Regions from separate parts of the Mus musculus genome. Here region 2 is linked to region 1. The links are chromatin contacts, called in public HiChIP or PLAC-seq maps. All regions are on one chromosome and are shown on one strand. Each heading gives the region's core, a stretch centred on a gene start, on an enhancer-like site or on the middle of the called end of the contact. The rest is flanking DNA. Distances are from core to core; before and after follow the strand shown.

Region 1 (5,551 bases), core at 1,919-4,418:
GGCACACACACATTTAGGAAGTTTCTGTTGACAGACCTTTCCTCAGAAATTATTTGGGGAGGGGATTGTACAAAGCTTGAAAATATTGAATCATTTGCACTTGTGTTTCCATAGGAAGGCACGCATGCTAAGAACATGACGAGACTATTGTAAGAGACTTGTGGACATGGATTGCCAAGGACCAGCATGGGCTTGGAGAGGGGTTGTGAGAGAAGGGGTGTTTGAGAGCAGCAAAACAAATGGCTCAAAGTCAAATTATAGGTCCAAGCTGATGGCCTCGGTTCTGCTTGAGACAGTTCTCCAAGCAGTTCTCTGTGGTATTTCTAAAAATTCTCTGGAAAGCTCATCTCTTGCAGAACAAAAATCCCAGCCTTTTATTCACATCTTAATTTATTATCCCAGGTTCCCTTTTGATTATTCCATGGGTCAGCATCCCATGACCCTAGCCACTTGATTCCTAGAAGAGAGAGCAAGCACAAGCATAGACTAGAAGATAGCTGGGTGGGATACTGCTCTGTAATTACCATTCTGACCATACCTAGCTTTGAACCTAAACTCTCTTGGTTGTAGGCTGACCTTGAACTCAGGAGTCTGCCTACCTTTGTATCTTCCAGTCTTTGCATCTTTTGGACAAGCTGGCTAATAGTGCAGCTGCCTCTGTTCCTTTAGGTCTGAGAAGATCTTTATACAATTCATACTGCATCCTTATATTTTTACATAGTTGAGAAATTATATATTTTTGAACTCATGTTTTTAATGTTCTTTCCCTCAGCCTTAAGGGCTGTCCTGAAGGTCACATCATTCTGCCATTTTGCTGAGACATATCCACACCCTCCCTCTGATTATCATTATCAAGATAAGGAATTAAATGTCATGCATGCATTGTTCATTGATGTAACAAAAATGGTCAGTTTCACAGGGAGAAAATCATACAGTCTAAACAGAGTATTGCCCAAGTAGAGACGCAAGAGAGCCAGCAGGAAGTGCAGCAAGGCCTGCAAAGGGAAACAAGCTTCATGTTTACTTTTTAGGGATGCTTCGTCATTCTGATAACCACCAGACACTCTATTGGTGTTTACAAAATTATATGAAAACATCAGAAATACTCAGCAGCAACAGCAAGTCAAGGGAAAAGCTAGAAATGAATGTATCCTTTAGAAGAACTGGAAATTATATAATGTTAATCATGTAAAAACATTCATGAGGGATGCTTGGTGGATAAAGTCCTTGACATGCAAGCACAAGGACCCACGTGTGTGTCCCCAGAATCCATGCAGAAGGCTGAATGCAGTGACTCGCATTTGCAACCCTAGTGCTCCTGCAGGGAGATGCAGGCTGAGGAAGTGGACTTCCCATAAGACTGTAAACCAGCGAGCCTAGTACATGCATCAGTAAGGGAGAGACCCTTCCTCAAACAAGGTCGAAGGGGAGACTTGACACCCAAGGTTGTCCTCTGATCCCCATCTGCAACATGCATGTCTTATATGCATACTCACACCCACAAGTTAACAAAATAAATACAACCACTTTACAGGACAAAATGAAAGACATAAGAAGAGAGTTGTCACAGACTGGCCAGCCTGCGAGCATTTTATAATTCTCTAAATGTCCTGCACTACTATAACAATTTTTTTCATTAAGCTGATTTAAAAGTCCATATGCATTTTACTGCAGAGCACTTTCTATTGGAAAGGAAAGGGGCGTGAACCTGCTGTGGGGCAGAGCCAAGCTCCAGGGAGATACTGAGGTGGGTACTGTGCCATCCGTCACTGACTGGGGTTATGCAGGGTCCATAGCCAGGATACAGGGAAATGCCTCTTGTGAAAGCCAAGTGTCTATCTCAGGAGAGGCCACCTCCCCTCTATGTCAATCTTGGGGGTAAGCACTTTCTTGTATGTGCCCATCATCCGAGAGTGGACATTCCCTTATAGAAGTCTCCTGATATTATGCTTCTATTATGTTATTAACCCTACCCCTCAGTCATCTGCCTCTCCTGGTTGGTTCCCACTGACTTTGACAGTGGGGCTCTTAACATTATGACACAATTTTGGTAGAATTTAAAGAAAGTACTAATAGATGCCATGGACTCTGCGCTATTCCAACAACCGTCTCTTCTCCCAGGATTGTAATGTAATGTTGACAGGCAGGCAGAGGTGCTTAGCGAGGGGAGAAAACTGCCCCCGAGGAGTCTCACCTGCATTCTATGTGTCTCTCATTAACTAGTCACCTGGGGGAGGCATTCCCAAGGTTGAAAGGACAAATCAACATAGCCTGTGCCACACACTGACCAACATAGCTCCTCTCCCTTCCCTCTGGAAAGCTCCAGGCCTGTTATATAGCTATGCCACTCCATATCGAGGTCCCAGAGGAGAGAAACAGAGAGAGCTTCAGACCTACTGGCATCCAGTCTTCCAGGTGAAATAACCATACTAATGACCTGGGCCATTATACCTAAATTATCTGAGGGTTGTCCATAGAGCTTTCCGGTGGCTGATAACTTACATTAGCTTGTTAGTAAACTAAACGCCTTTTATATCGCACAAATAGTAACTGCTGTGCTACTAACTATGTTTGATCACATGTGTGTGAAAAGGTGGGAAAATGCTTGAATGTGAAGTAACTTCCTTGGACTTAAACATGCTGTCTGGGATGATATGCCATCACAGGTGAAAGCCAACTTAGCTTGTTCTCATCCACATAAAATTTCCTGAACAGTTCCCTGAGCCTTGAGCAGGCTCAGGAAATGGGCTCCAAACATATAATCACAAAATAAAAGCACAATTTGAAAAGACACCCAGTCAGGAATCGTGATGGAGACCCAGGCAAGGCCTGGGTGTGGGAAGCTCTTCTGGATAAGCTTTCTGTAGAAAAGCTCAGCAGAAAGCTGTCAACTTGGTTATGGGCCAATCAGCCTTTTTGGAAGGTAGAAGACCAACGGGGCACCAGGCTGGCTAAGAATCATTCCAGATGCGGCCCACACTTGAGCATTGTTGTCTGCCTCACAGCTTCTGGGAACAGCTGGATTCACACAGAGGTTAGTATCAGGGGTCCCATGAAGGGGTCGACTGTGCTGTGGCACCTGCCAGCTGTGCCTTCACCAGCCACGTGACTCCCATAAAAGTGCACATGATAAAAGTCACTTATTCCCTTCCTATCCGTGAAATCTGAAGCTCCGTTTAGTGCTGTGAGGGAACACATGTCCCCTTGTGAGAGCCTGCATTTACAGCGGTGATGTGTGGAGACTCGTTACCAAGAATATCTTCAGAGACAGGACTCGAGTCAGGAATTACTGCATGCTTTAATTATTTCAAAGAAACCCACAAACAATATTTAAATGATATCAATGCTTGCATTCTAAATCTAAAACGGCTCTCACTTCAGTATGACAGGAGGCTGGGTAAAGGAAACATCACTATGCCACCAATCGCTCTCTAGTCATTAAAAGGATGGTTATAAAACTCAGAAAACACAGATGAATAGTTACTGTAAATGAAAACAGCCCAGGTGCAAAACTCAGTGTTTGGGGAATGAAGCAAGCACAGCCTTCATCCATATCTACAGACAGCTAAATAGGAAATGTGGCCTGGGATTTAGCTTCCTTTACCAAACTAAAGAACCAATTGTAGAATGACCCAGAAATTCCACATCTGGACATAGATCCAAGAGAACAAGTCCATATATCCAATCGAAGACATCTATGAGCATCTTGGGACTTCTTTGTTCATGCAATAAGACCAGAAATGGTAAGCCAAATAATGAAACAGGCACCTGTGTTGGTATATTGCTGCATTATTTTATAGAAGAATATTAGACAGAAGCAAAATAAAATTAATAACTAATAACAGTTGCATTCAATGTTGAGCATTTATCTTAAATTTGGACATCAGGTGAAAGAAGCCACCCAAGTAATAGGACAGGAAGGACCAGGTCACCAGAAGCTTCTGTGGTTGGAGGCCACAGGCCTTCAATGTTGGCAGAGTCCACAGAACTCTTTGTGGATGGCCAGACTCTAAGGTAGGTGAGCATCAGTAGAGTAGTAAGGATACATATACTTATGTGCATCTAACTTTGCAGAGGATGCAGATTGCCAGGTAGAGAAGTGATAAGTGATGGGTGCTCAGACAATATTCATCTTGGCATTGGCAAGTCCAGAATGACTCGAGGGTATGACATTTTATGACCAACTCTACCTGCTACAAGTCCCATGTACCATTTATTGTCAGAAAGATAACTTCAGGCAAGGACATTCCAGATAGAGCTTCTGAGTGGCCTAGGCCTTGAAGGAGAAGTGACACACATTCTCAAGAGGTTGGATATAGTCACCATCATGTATCCCTCCTGGGTTCACTTATGCCTGGGAAGGTTAGTGCTCATTGTCAACTTGGCTTCTGGGCATGTCTACTAGGGCATTTCTGGAGACGCTTAACTGAGCAGATAAGACCTTCTTCAAATGTAGACCACACCATTCCATGATCCAGAGATGTGAGGCAGAGCCTCAGATGCACACTTCTTTCTACACGGACCACTCTTCCTCACTGGGACGGGCTGTACCCTCAAACCCAGAGCCAAGATGAATCTTTCCTCGCTTAACTTACTTCCTGTCAGGTATTTGATCTCAACAACAAGAAAAGCAAGCAACACAGCTTCCACCTGTCCTCTCTGTGTCTGGTTACACCTTCAGCAGACACCTACTGTGTAAGCTGAATGCGTCTCAGGATGCAGTCAGGACAAAGATGTCACTTCTGGCAGAGGAAAAACAGCAGCCTGATGGGTCCTGGGTCAGAGGCACAGACTAGAGTGGGCCTTCATGATTGCCATATATTGTCACAGAAGAAGTGATGGTTTTGAAAGTTTAAACATTACACTTTTTTAAAAAAGAAGAAAAAGAAAAGAGAAGAGAAGAGAAGAGAAGAGAAGAGAAGTGCTTTGTACACATGTACATAAAGCCAGTGCTGGCTGCTTCAGGCTGAGGGTCCTGTGGCAGTGGGCGTGGTTATCTCCTTCCCCTCCTACAAGTGATCCTGGGTCCTTGTCTTTGGACGACCCATTGTGAAAATCAGTGGTGGAATAAGAGCTGATGTGAGGATGCAGGATCATGACATGGTCTTTTTTGGGTGATGTTCATCTCAGTCTTAGGTCTAGTTCAGAGACCTCTTTATTTCCTGTCTCTGTCAGTTTGTAGGTGACCACATGGCGATGCTTGGTCATGGGGGTCAGGTCTTGTGATCATGTCAATACAGTGATGGCTGTCAGATCTTGTACCAGAGGAGGGTTCATGCAATCACTACAGGGTATAGGGCTGAAAGGAGAGTGAATTCAAAGGTGTTTCAGGGGGTCATAGTCTAGTTTCCACAATTCTTTGTCTCACAGAGGTGACGGACAGTCATCAAATCCACAAGATCTAGAGGAAAGAAACTTAAAAGGTACAACCCCCATGTGATCTGGTTTGATGGCCAGGGAGACAGACCAAGGCAGGACCCAGTAGGAATGAAAGGCCCATAGGCCAGTTATGAGGTTTCCTGAAGTCTTCCAAGAATGGGGGGAGGGGGGA
Region 2 (5,822 bases), core at 1,143-3,642, 900 kb before region 1:
GATGCAGCTGGGTGCCCTGTTGATGGTCTACACTAGTAATTTCTTCACTGTGCGCAGAGAAGTGGGAGTATTTGTAAAATGTTAGGAAGGTTGGCTTCTGCACATGCTTCATGACTGTGTCTGTCTGTCTGTGTTTGTCTCTGTGTCTCTGTCTCTGTCTCTCCTCCTCCTCCTCCTCCTCTTTCTCCAGAGAGGAGAAGTAGCCATGGCTGTTCTGTAACTACATAGAGCAGGAGACCAGACAAGCCTTAAATTCACAGAGATATGCTTGTCTCTGCCTCCTAAGGGCTGAGATTAATGGCATGCATGCTCCTTTCTTGTAAGCTGGCTATGGTACATACAGCTTGGGGCACACAGTAGACACCCAGGGGTTCACGCGGCTTGCCCTTTGGGACTGCTGTATTCTCACTGATAAATAAGATCTGCTGATTCTGTGGGCTGGGCTGCAATGAGAAGCCTAAAACAGGACATACAAAAGAGAACAGCCTTTTTCTGAATGGATTTTATGCCAACCCAACAGGTATCGCTGGTGCTGAAGGCACACACAGGCACTTTCACCAAACCCAAGAGAGGCCTGTTTGGCTGTGGCACACGGATCTAATCTAAAGTTCTCAGACAGTTGTTATCAGGAGCCACAAGAATGTCACGCACATAACATGCATCTTTTTAAATGCAGTTATTCCCACAAGGAGTCTGGGCCTTCCAGTGTTCTTCAGTATTTATTATGGAGAACCCAACCTCAAACCATCTGCTTCTTTATTTAAAACAGGCCTTAGGGTTGAAGATCAGTTCTGTGCCTCCCAAAGACAACAGTGCAGTAAAACCCAATGCTGAGGGGGTCAGGGGAGCCAGAGAGCCGCATACCTCACCCACTCTACGCTAATTGTTTCCACTCCCTTGCTTCTCTCTTTCTTTTTCTATTGTGGTCCCAAACCTTCCAGAAAGTACTTGGGAAATGTAAATGTTTGTCCTCTAGTGAATGCGTCTTTTTCTGCCGTCTATGTGTTAAGGGGAGACTGGCCAATTAATGCTCGTCTGGCGCAGCATTTCGAGACGCTGTTCCTGCATCTCTTCTTCTAGAACATCAGTGTCTGTCTGGGCTGGACTCGGGATATTTTGATCTCTCTAATCAGTGGGGACATGTGGCATTTGGAAGGCCGCTTTGTGCTTCCCATATGAGTCAGACATCTGGCCACTTGAATGGTCACTTGTCCTCACCACCACAAAGAGCTCGGGGATGCCAGAAGGGTAAACTGCTCAGGGCCACAGGCTGGCCAGCTTCTAAGGACAGTTCTGAGATTCCCAGGGCTGTCAATGATAAATTAATTTAGTATTTGCCCTGATGCCAATGACAGAAACACAAGATGGATGTGGCTTCTTTCCTTTGAATATTGAAGAGAGCAGTTCTTGTTGCAGCAGAGATGGAGAAACTGGAGCAGGGACCTTTAACCCCAGAATCCATTGCATACATGCACAGAAAGAGCCAGTTAAAGGGTCCCTGGGAGAAGAAGGCATAGAGTTGTGTGGTGGGTCATTTCTGCCATATTCTCCTCTGGTTATTGTTTTAATTATGTCTAAAATAAAATGAGGAGAGTAGCTTGGTAACTGTACAGACTCTGTTACATTCTCTTCACTCCTGCAGTCACCGGTCAGAGCCAGCCTGCAAGGATGCTTGTATAGAACCTTGCACAGACTAACTCTGAAGGGCCTTTGTGACCAGCTGGACTGTCAGACAAACTGCGTCACCCCTTCCATACAGAGACCCAGTGGTCCCAGTTGCCCCCTGAGGGAGATAAAGCCACACAAGTTTCTTGTAACCCCACACAACACTTTCTCACAACTTTGGCCCTTTTAGAGATCCCGTAATTGTTAAGCGTGAACTAGTGTAGAAGAGAAACAAAGGCCCCGACAGCAGCGCGCCTTCTCTCACAGAGAGGGGAAAATGCTTGAATGCCCATGGGAGAAAAAATGCTTTAATGCCCAACTTGTCAAAACATTCCATGCAGAGGTGGGAAAGGGAAGCCGTCCGCGGCCAGAGCCCCTGTCTGGTTTACAAGAAGTTTCCTTTAGCTTCGGTAATCAGTGGCCTGTGGGAACCGGTGAAGACCGGCTGGCCCCCAGCTGCCTTTCTTAGTCAGTGGACCATATGGATGTTGACTTCCTATGGAGGAGTGATAAGAACTCTCAGATGGGCCTTCTCTGGCTGTCTGTGCTGCCGAACTTCCAAACCATGGCTGCAACTTTCTATCCTGTTTTTCAGAAAACATCTGCCACCAGGAACCAGGCACTGAAAGGGTTAATTTTTTCCCTTCGTTGCCTCCTCTGAGCTAGAAGATTCCTTCTCTAGGGTTGGCTTGTTCTGATGTCAGTTCAACGGTCCAGAGGGCATCTGTGGCTCGGGAGACAGTGGCTCTTTCTGATCTCCAGGGAGGGGATCCAGGAAGGATTCTAAGAGGCGGTTCTGAAGCAGCTGCCTCCTTTAGTAATTTCAGGAGTCAAGATGTTTAACTATGAGGGAATCTGTCAGAGGCTGCCAGTGTACTGTCAGGGCGTATGAGTGTACAGAGCTCATCTGAAGGGACGAGGATAAAAAACATATCTAAGCACTGCAGTTCCTGGGGACAGCCCCCACTGTATCAGAGTGCCACTGCGCATGGCTGTGTCTCTGTCCTGTGTGGCCACTTAGTTGGATTTTATTGTGCCCTGGCTTAGCTGTTACAGTAGACAGCCAGGAAGTGAATGACTCCTGTTAAGGCCAAACCTGCACCAAAGATTTCCCCATTTCTCATGATTTAATAATGCCTTTTGCTGATAAGAACAAACCTAGAGTAAGGCTTAGGTAAGTTCAGGTAAAGGGGATGATGGTTTCAGATGATGGAAATGCATTTTCCCTCTCGAGTGTGTGTGTGCAGTGTGAGCACAGTGTGTGTATGTGCGCAGTGTGTGTGTGTGTGCAGTGTGTGTGCATGTGCACAGTGTGTGTGTGCAGTGTGTGTGTGTGTGTGTGTGTGTGTGTGTGTGTGTGTGTGTGCAGGGAGGGTGCTGGTGACCGAACCATGGAGCTTGAGTGTACCAGGCATGTGTTGCTCCTCAGCCCCACCCAGTTCTAAGCACACCATCCGCCAACCATGGTGTTCTAGCTACAGCGATGCTCTGTGCCTCTGTTCAGTGAACCTGTGTCAAAACTTGTCTTTTAGCAATTTTTTTTTCTTTCTGTAGCCCAGGCTGCCTTTGAGGACCCGCTCTTCCTGCCTCTGGGGTCACAGGTATATGCCATCATGACAGGCTATATTTTTTTCCTTTTATACAGATGGCCATACTGGCCTGTTTTTGGGTATCAAACCCTGAATAATATTCCCATCGTTTTCTGACATATTAACTATTGCCACACTAGGATAGAGTGGAGGGGATTCCCTTGCAGAAAGATTAACTCATTTCCACAGCTGCTCACAGTCCCTCTTGCTCAAATGAAGAGTTCCTGTGTGTGGGAGGCAGTTGGATCCCCAAAGTCCCCAGGATATAAACTACCAGACAGACAGGCAGAGATCTCACCAGAGAGACACATGGAGCCTCTTAGAGGCCTTGGAGAGAGGCAGAGAGCTAGGTGACCCCCCTCGCCCCCTCCAACCTCCCAGGAACTCCTTCTGTGGGAAGACTGAGAGCTCATCAGTCAGTGGCCTAACACAGCTGGGCCTCGGCTTATTTACTTTTGAGATCAGATCTTATTGGTAAAGATCTGAGCTGAATAGGTCACAAATCCTGGTCGAATGTCCAGGGAACCCTGGTTTTCTATTGTTCCATGTTTCCCTGGGATACACTATCTAGGATATTCTTACACATTGACTAAGAGTTCATTCTCTTTCCTTCTCCCTTTGTTCCTCCCTCCAGCCTCTCCTCACCAGACCTGACCTTAAGGACACAACTGACCCCTGGGACACTGTGCCCTGGGCTGGCCCAACTCCTTCACTTGAGTTTATCAATTAAGGTAAGATCTAACGTCTGTCTCGCCTGCTCAATATCATGTTTCAGTACTCAGTCACTGCTGATCAAACACGTTAGAAGGAAACTCTTTTTAAGTGCACACATTTCAGGAATATGAACACAGAGCCTCAGACTGCTTGGTACGCTTGGGTGGTTTGGGTTCCTTGGTGCTGCCTGACAAACGCGCTGCCTGTAACCCACTCCCATGGTGGTCACTTACTGCTGCCTGTAGCCCATTCCTGTGTGGGAGCCAGGTTTTAGGTCCTTCACAGCATTTTCTTAGATTCAAATGAGACCCATATTTGAACGGAGCCTAAAGTGCTAGCCCCAGTCAGCTTCCCTTCACGGACTGTGACCCTGGTTCAGTTAAGCAATGCCCTCAAGGAAGCTTCCTAGACGTCCCCTGCAGACGTCCTCCGGGCTCATGAAGCCTTTCCTCTTCTCTTTCCAACTTAATTTTCCCAACCCTCACACTCTCAGGTCCCCTGTGGGCAACCCCACTTTGTCCTTGAAACGCACGAAGCACCCTTTGTCTTTGGGGACACCTTCTGCTGCTCACAGATGAAGGCCTTGCTTGTAGCTGCTGGAGTGGGGTCCTGTGGTGCTGGAGTGTAGATCCCCATATGCAGAGGAAGCTGGGGATGTTTCAAAGTCCAGCACCATATGCGCTTTGAGGGCACATGGCCCTGATCCATATCTGTCCCCATGAAACCCTCAGGTTGCCAAGCTGTAGCCCTCGTACTTCATAGGGACCTGGAAGCTAGCTTGTGTGTTTGCTATCTATGAATGATTTTTTTGCCCTTTCCTGTGGTGACTGTCTGAAACATTGCAGGTGACTTCTATTGGGTGTATGGCGTGGCTGTGCCACCCACACCAACCTATCAGTGAAGAGGGCATAGCCACAGCGCACTTTCTTAGAGAGAAGACCCTGTCAATGGCTGGCTGCTCTTAGCTGCTGTGGCCTCTGTTCTTTCTGTTCCTGATCTAGGTTTGTTTTTTCCATCTCAGAGTCTCTGTTCCTCACGGTCAATGGCAAAGACTCAGTGACAAGTCATTCCTCCCTACTATGCTTCTTCTTTTTAAAGAGACTCCCACTGTGCAGCCCTGGCTGGCCTGGAACTCAGTACACAGGCTAGGCTGGCTTCGAACTCACAATGGTGATCTACTTTACTCTGTGGGATTCAATAGGCACTACCAAGGTCAGCCACCGTACCTACTATTTTTCCTGGTTTCTTTCACTTTGGTTTACATTGTTAGATTTAAGGAATCCTGGGAGGATGAGAACTCTTTGTCTCCCAGATCAGAGACCCAGGGTGGGGTGGGTGAGTCTTAGAATATAAAATGCAGCAGCTAAGCCTTCCTCGTTGACTTGAGGCACCCACATCATGCACACGCAATGATGACATTTTAAAAATTAAAAAAAAAAATAATGGAGGCAATGGACTTAACCAGAATTCATGGTCAAACATTACATGATAGAGGATCATGGCTAACTAACTGAAAAAACCAAAAACCAAAAACAAAAAACTAACAACCCCCCCCCAAAAAAAAACCCAAAAAACTAAAATCAAACTCACTGGTTATTAACCCATGGGTCGTGACCTCCTTGGCAAACCGCTATCTCCAAACATACTTATGATTCATAACAGTAGCAAATAGTTAATAAGAAGCGATGAAAATGATTTTATGGTTGGGGCTGTACTGGCTGGTTTTGTGTGTCAACTTGACACAAGCTGTAGTTATCACAGAGAAAGGAGCCTCCCTTGAGGAAATGCCTCGATGAGATCCAGCTGTGGGGCATTTTCTCAATTAGTGATCAAGGGTGGGAGGGCTCATTGTGG

The links. HiChIP or PLAC-seq counts read pairs in DNA pulled down with a chosen protein or histone mark.
Region 2: an H3K27ac HiChIP or PLAC-seq map of oligodendrocyte precursor cells shows a contact between it and region 1, with 5 times the contacts expected there. The contact joins two enhancer-like sites. A contact is called at or near these places in 1 of 484 Hi-C or Micro-C datasets (cortical neurons) and 1 of 115 datasets of contacts at active chromatin or transcription factors (oligodendrocyte precursor cells).

Annotation. Positions count from the first base shown.
Region 1 is chr8:10,455,933-10,461,483 of GRCm38.p6, reverse strand. All of the region lies in intron 20 of Myo16 (myosin XVI), which reads right to left. Among named protein-coding and RNA genes, the nearest start is that of Gm51561, 28 kb to the right of the region's middle. Within about 2 kb of position 3,168, at least 8 of the 459 cell types and tissues checked have an H3K27ac peak or open chromatin away from gene starts, as enhancers often do. A contact at or near this core is called in oligodendrocyte precursor cells, where this site is marked.
Region 2 is chr8:11,358,896-11,364,717 of GRCm38.p6, reverse strand. The region is part of intron 4 of Col4a2 (collagen, type IV, alpha 2); the gene reads right to left. Among named protein-coding and RNA genes, the nearest start is that of Gm46030, 22 kb to the right of the region's middle. Within about 2 kb of position 2,392, at least 58 of the 459 cell types and tissues checked have an H3K27ac peak or open chromatin away from gene starts, as enhancers often do. A contact at or near this core is called in oligodendrocyte precursor cells, where this site is marked.